2 separate regions of the Astyanax mexicanus genome follow, and region 1 is linked to region 2. The links are chromatin contacts, called in public Hi-C maps. All regions are on one chromosome and are shown on one strand. The core of a region is the stretch at or near the end of the contact, and the rest is flanking DNA. Distances in the headings are between cores, read along the strand shown. Region 1 holds the start of si:dkey-187a12.4. Region 2 overlaps rin2a (Ras and Rab interactor 2a).

The links. Hi-C and Micro-C count contacts between places; a contact is called where the count stands out from the background.
Region 1: a contact with region 2 is called in a Hi-C map of blood, with 3 times the contacts expected there. The contact joins the promoter of si:dkey-187a12.4 here to the enhancer-like site in region 2. A contact is called at or near these places in 2 of 3 Hi-C or Micro-C datasets (blood and muscle).

The regions. Positions count from the first base shown.
Region 1 is chr7:36,162,433-36,166,271 of AstMex3_surface, reverse strand. si:dkey-187a12.4 reads left to right here and starts at 1,406. Exons shown (of 4, transcript XM_007252226.4): 1 at 1,406-1,981; 2 at 3,794-3,839. The coding sequence starts at 1,624.
Region 2 is chr7:36,119,566-36,123,035 of AstMex3_surface, reverse strand. rin2a (Ras and Rab interactor 2a) reads left to right here. Exons shown (of 12, transcript XM_007252224.4): 3 at 450-538; 4 at 1,537-1,735; 5 at 2,049-2,163. Among protein-coding and RNA genes, the nearest start is that of eef1a1a, 3.9 kb to the right of the region's middle. Within about 2 kb of position 1,670, the one cell type or tissue checked has an H3K27ac peak away from gene starts, as active enhancers do.

The sequences.
Region 1 (3,839 bases), core at 157-2,656, 44 kb before region 2:
GTACAATTACAATTAGTATAAGTACAATTACAATTACAAAAAAATTTATCACATTGAAACCTTAACTTTAGGCAGAATATTTACAAATATCTTGGCCTGTTAAGCGGTTAGTTGTTTCTACTACTTCTACTGCTATTTCTACTACTACTATTGCACTGCCTGGCCAAAAAAAGTCACCACCAAAAAAGAGGTCACACACTCATATTTGGTTGGATCGCCTTTAGCTTTGATTGGGTCACGCATCCACTGTGGCATTGTTTCGATAAGCTTCTGCAATGTCACAAGATTTATTTAAATCCCGTGTTGCATTAATTGTTCACCAAGATCTTGCAGCGTTGATGCTGGTAGAGTCTGACCACTGCACAAAGCCTTCTCCATCCAACACATTCCAAAGATTCTCAATGAGGTTAAGATCTGGACTCTGTGGTGAACTCTCTCAATCCATGTGTGAAAATGATGATCTCATGCTCCCTGAATCACTCTTTCAATATTCCAGCCCCATGAATCCTTGGAATAGGGCTGTGTCATCCATTGATGGAATAACCTGGTCTATATTCAGTATATTCAGGTAGTCAGCTGACCTCCTTCTTTCAGCACATACTGTTGCTGAACCTAGACCTGAACAATTGCAGCAATCCCTGATCATTTACTTCCAGGTGGTGACGTTTTATTTGTCAAGACAGCAACAACAACAACATCAACAACAATAATAATAATAAAAATCATAATATTTAAAAAATAACAACAACAATAATAATAATAATAATGTTTTTTCTATAATATTATGTTTTTAATCTATTTTAATGTTTTTTTATAATATTATATTTATATTAAACAATGTCATTTTTTTCTTTTTGCTATTTAATTAGCTATAAGCTGAATCCATATTTTTCATAATTTATGAATACATTGTTTATATAGATTTATATAGAAATGTATTTCTTTTTTTTGTTCATTTACGATACAAATAAAAAAATATGTCCTTGTTATTTGTGTATGTATATATTTATTTATTGGTTTAAAAAAAAAAAATTCTTGACAAAGAAATGCAAATATCCTCACACAAAACATTAGCGCCTACGTAGTGATACAGTGGAGTGGTGTGACCTGAACATAACTATACTTTGTATATAAATAAATAAAAAGCTGTACTGCAGCGTGCAACAGGCTGCCCTCCAGACGGTGTGAATCACCTTCAGAATATTTAGAAATCTATAATAAAAGTCTAATGGTTGAATTAAATTAACATTTTTTAAAAACATTTCTCGTGTATAAAAATTTAAACGCGCGTGTTTGTGATGTTAAAAAGTGTGATTCATTGTTTTGTTTTTTGCGTTCCTAGGTTTTTTGTTGATTTTTGGGTTGTTTTGGTTTTTTGCGGCTGCGCTCAGGGCTTATGGGAATTGTAGTTCAGTGATAACTCCCAATGTTCTGCCAACATTGCTGTGACGTTGCGGTAACGTGATAACGCCTGCTGGTTGGGGACAGTTGGATAAGCACTTCCGCCTCTTTATCTCTCAGTGTTTCTTATTGGGAATCTTGTGAAGTGTGTTCAGCTCGTCAACTGTGTTTACTGATAGAAACTAGCCGCGCTGCCCGCGGGCTCGCCGAGTTGCGTAATCCATGGAAACGAACAACGGGAACGGGTCAAACTGGGCGATCCAGCGGCGAGTGGAGGGACTGGTGAACAAACACATGGCAGACATGGCACTGGAGACGCTCCAGCAGCGGCTTTCCGCTGTCTCTGAAGAGATCAACCATCTGACTGATGACAGATCCCGGAGAGAAGACGCTCCTAAAGCGGCGGAAGAAGCGCCGCGGCGGACTGAGACCAACTTCAGATCAGAGTCCTCCTACCCCCCCGCAGCAGCAGCAGGAGCGAGAGCGGGGGAAAAGTTAATGCTGAACACACCATCATCATCTTCACTGTCCTCGTCATCATCCTCATCATCACCAGCAGCAGCAGCAGCCCAATCATCAGGTAGGCAGTGACTGCAGATCTGATCAGAGAGCTGCTCAAGTTTACTGCACACCACCACACTCACTCACTTTCCCTTTATAGCTACTTACAGCTCTGAAAAAAAAGTATGAGACCACTTCAGTTCTAAATCAGTTTCTCTGATTTTGCTATTTATAAGTTTATGTTTGAGTAAAATTAACTTTGTTGTTTTATTCTATAAACTACGAACAACATTTCTCCCAAATTCAAAATAAAAAATAGTCATTTAGAACATTTATTTGCAGAAAATGAGAAATGGATGAAATAACAAAAAAAGATGCAGAGCTTTCAGACCGTAAACAATGCAAAGAAAACAAGTTCATATTGATAAAGATTTAAGAGTTTAGAAATCAATATTTGGTGATTTTTTTTTAATCATAGTTTTCATGCATCTTGGCATGTTCTCCTCCACCAGTCTTACACACTGCTTTTGGAAAACTTTATGCCACTCCTGGCAAAAAAGGCAAGCATTTATAACAAAGCTCTAATAGAAAAAGATTAAATAAACATTATTTTGCTGCATTACAGCATTTAATGTTGATAATATAAATACAACCTTTACGCAACCTTTATTTAACACTGTCTACTAGGCCTTGGTTAGTGTTGAAATTCTGACATTAAATCAACGTTTATTTAACATTTTTTGAGTGGTTGAGATTCTTCTACACTTACAATTAATATTTTTAGGTGAAAACCGCTCCACACAGGATTATTATTATTATTATTATTATTAATTGTAATTCTCTTTGCTGCAAGGACACAGTTCGAGCTATAAGAATAGAATACAAAAATTATATTTAATGTAATTGTAAGTTTAACATAAAATTGCTGTGCACTTAATGCAAACAAATTAATCAGTTCTTACATTAGTAAGCATAACATAAGCATTGTTTTAGAGCATTGAAGATAAAATAACAATAATAATAAAAATTAACATTCAACAGTCTTTTGTTTATCTAAAAGTATTTTAATATGTCAAATTATAAGGGCATAACCTAATACACCATGTATGAAAAAAAGTCTTTTTAGTATTTTCAAGTAGTATTTCTAAAGTTCTTAAAAAATATTGTGTCCAAATAGCATTTTGGGCAAAGCGAGTGTTATCCATTTATTTCCTGCTGCTTGGATTTGTCAGGGAATAAGTATACCAGCAAACACAGTTGTTGTGTGTTGTGACAATGTACAGTATATTTTTGGTGCCAAAAATTTGTCACAACCTTGAACTGTACTATGCTCTAGAATATATGATATGCTGTATTCTCGTTATAGAAATAAAATAATGGACCATGATTGGGGTGTTAAAATGTTATAAAATGGTTGTCCTATAACTAAAAAGGAATGCTAGTTAAAGATTAGGTTGTGACAATTTTGTTACAGAAATGTAGAAAAATCATAACAGTGCAACCTTTTCAGGATTTAATAGCAATATTTTGAGACAATGTTTTACCAACATTGTCTGTTTGCTAACCAGCAATAGATTTTAATAGGTAACAACAGTGTCTCAATGTAACTGTTTTCACTAGATATCACACAAATACTTCAACAACTTTATATGGGAAGGGAAATAACAGCTCCTAACCTATACAGGTTTGATTCCCAAAACACCTGAAACAAAACTTAAAGACTGACATCCCAGTTTTGACTTTTCAGTGTTCATGTTTCTAAGAGCCTAATCAGAATGACATTGTAACTGCTGTTGTTATTATTACAGATAATGTGTTGAAATCATAACTAAGGATGTTGCAGCCATTACTAATGTTACTAATCATCCACGTTCCTGTTCTGCATTATCAGAAACTGCAGCCCAAAGAAAGATTATATCGCTCCTACTGGAGATTAA
Region 2 (3,470 bases), core at 421-2,920:
TCACTGTTGATATGACTCTGTTTATTGTTAAGGAGATGCAGCATAAGCACAAGCTTGGAGTCTGTCTGTGTTTGTTTGGAAATGATGTCTCATGTGGAGTTTGTCTGGACTGTGGAGCACATGTTTTTAGTTTATTATTATTTTTTTTATGTTAATGGCACATTTTCTGTGTGTTACAGTCAGTTTACAGTTCAAAACTTGAAGCGTGTTTGTTTGTATGACACAACTAGTAAGGCATTTTATCTAGTCCAGTATGTCTTGAGTTCCTTCTTGGTTTTGTTTCCTGCAAATCTGGTGGTCCGTGTGCATAAAGGGAAGCAGCTCCTGACTGGGGTTCAGAAGGGTGGTGACCAATGCTTGGATCTGCAGAAATGATCCTCATAGAATGCAAAGACCGACATGATAAGTCATATAACTAACTCTATGCGTTTCTGTGTTTTGCTTTATAGCTCATAGACACTTTCTCTACTGAGATCTCAGAGCTGAAGCAGGAGATGGTTCAAACAGCCAGAGACCCTGATACTAAGCTCCTACAAGGGTGAGTTCATTATCCTTTTCTCTCTCATTCTATTGCTATAACTATTTTTATATAGCTATGCTTATACAGTAGGTGACACAACAGTCATTGGGGTGTTTAAAATTAATTGTCACTTTAGTAACCCTTACAATATTGATCTCAGTTGTCTCTTTTCTTAAACAGATCATAGACTTACTGTCTAAATGTATTTTGCCAAAGAAAACTAAAATCTTGTATCACACAGTTTTGTATTGCAAATATCTGTTTTTAATTTAGTATTTGTTGTTTGTTTCTATTGTTTATCTTGTTTTGCATGGCATATTATTATACAGAACAGTGTCTTCAAAAATGTTTACTTCTTGTTTTCTCTGGCAATGCTAACTGTTGACCAGTAGGAGGAGCATATTACTGTTTATGTATAGCTTCATGGCATATTAAGAAAAATATAAAATAATAAAATAATTTGAGAAACGTTTGCAGTATTTGTGGTTTGGCTTCTTTTAGCTTGTCTGACTTAATGTTAATTTTAAACTTTTTATTAAGTTTAAAATGGTTGTGTTAGATCATGGGTGTCAAATCTGTCCTCATTGAGCCGGGGTGGCTGCAGAAATAATATATAATAAAATTATATATATATACAGTATTTATTATTTATTTATTTTATTTTACAATATTGCCCTGCCCTAATTGACCGCCACTAAAATTTGCCAGTGTGAAGTTTTTTGTGTAAGGTTTTTGTGAAAAAACACCAATCACTAAAATCGCAAGGCATTTTCCCCTTTTTACAGATACTCATTACTAAAGGCTGCAGTGCACAAATAAAACCCATTTTCATTGCTTGGGTTTTTAATTATGCTAATTTGTCACAGTGTATTTTAAATCAATCATAATACGTTATGTTCATAGGTGTCTGTCCAAATTTCTCTCCTCATTTTTGACAAGATATGGCATGTCTAAGTATATGACAACAAATACGTAATTAGTTTTCTGCATTTGTGCGTTCCTCCCTCTCTCTGCAGGCTAGAGGGTGAGGTGAGCGGCCTGTTCCTGCAGTCGTCTGTCTGCACTGGTGCCGTGGGGGTCCGCGACTCGGGCTATGACTCTTTGCGCCGGCGCATGAGTGTTCTCGATAGACTGACGCACACACACTCCGTCTGGCTGCTGCTTTCACTAAGCGATGACGACGCAACTCGCATTCTGGAGGCACAGCCGCCAGGGGTGAGGCTGCTGTATGCATACACACACCCTACGTTGTTCGTCATGTCACAGTAACAACAAGTGTCAGTATTTGTCAATTGTTATCTCTGACCTTTGGTTTGAGTTTTAAATGCCTTATTAATGCAAGGATTATTTCTAGACTGCTGATGCTGTACAGCACATCATCTGTGCTGATGCTGCATCATGATGTTGCTCAGCCTGACCTGTGTGACCCCATACTTAAAATTCAGTAATGTATGCAATACTAATGCATTAATAGAATTTAATTAATTAATTAATGTTGTTTTTCCCCCCACCTCTGTGAATCACGTAGACCTTCCTGGTGAGGAGGTCATCTAAGCTCCAGAAGAAGGTTATTTCCCTGCGAATGGACAGCGACAGTACCGCATTGACTGTGAGGGACTTCCCAGTCAAAGAGAGCCAATACAGTAAGTGCCACCCAATTCCAGTGTACTACCAACTACACTATATCTCTTTTCTGCTTTTCACTTCCCTCTGCTGGGTACTTATTTTTAAAACTGGTCCGGTTTTACCACTCTTTTTTTTTTTTTTTTTTTCTTTTAATCTCTATTGATCCACTATCTCTGGCCAAGTGTAACAAAAGCTACAGTGACTCAGAGAGTGAGCTAAATTTGGCTACATGGCTAAGTGTCTTCAGACTCTGCTGGGTTTCTGTGATACTGCACACACACATTTGCTTTGTCCTTTATCAGCCTTTCTTTTGTTTAAAAGTGAAATGATTGTGTTGTATTAACCAAGCTAAAAAAACATCAAAATTAGAATTCATAAAAAACATTTAATGCGGTTTTCAGTGTTTGTTTAGTGTTGTTAAGGAGAATTCGGTGCTTTCTGTTGTTTAAAATGATACATTTCTAACACTATAGATAAGAGACACAGGTCAAAAGAAAAGTCATATGCCTTGTTTAGCTTAAAAAAACAACTTCTATTTAGATTTTAATCAGTGACTGGTTTCCTCATTCATAATGTCTCTGCAGAGGAGATGTGCCTAAACATACAGCTCTGGGAAAAAAATAAGAGACCACTTAAAAATGATAAGTTTCTTTGATTTTACCAAATTAAAAATCAAGAGGAAGATGGATGATCACTTTTTGCACCAGGAGTGGCATAAAGTTATCTGAAAGCAGTGTGTAAGACTGGTGGAGGAGAACATGCCAAGATGCATGAAAACTGTGATTAAACACCAGGGTTATTCCACCAAATAAAGATTTCTGAACAATTTCTAATTTTCTATAAATAAATGCTCTAAATGACAATATTTTTGTTTATAATTTGGGATAAATATATATAGAATACAACAACAATGTTTATTTTTCTCAAACATATACCTATAACATATACCCAAACATATACTGTTTTAGGAACTGATGAACTGATTCATTCACATTATAGGCATGTATATATCAACAACAGTTCATAAATGTTAACCCTTAAGTTCTGGTCTGATCTGATTTAAGCAACAAAAAAAAAACAGTACCAGGCAGTTTCCTCTTCCTCTCTCTTCCCCCTGTCCTGTGTGTGAGCATGGAATCCCCCGGTTACAGATTGATTTTGAACAACCAATAGACTGTGGGGATATTCACTGAAAATGACATACGTGTACTGTATAAATATTCCTTAATACACCTTTAATTCATAATTCATGTTTTATTTCATAAATAATAAAAAATCTGGACTTCAGAAGGATTTAGATGCAGACCTCTGTAACAGCAGCAGT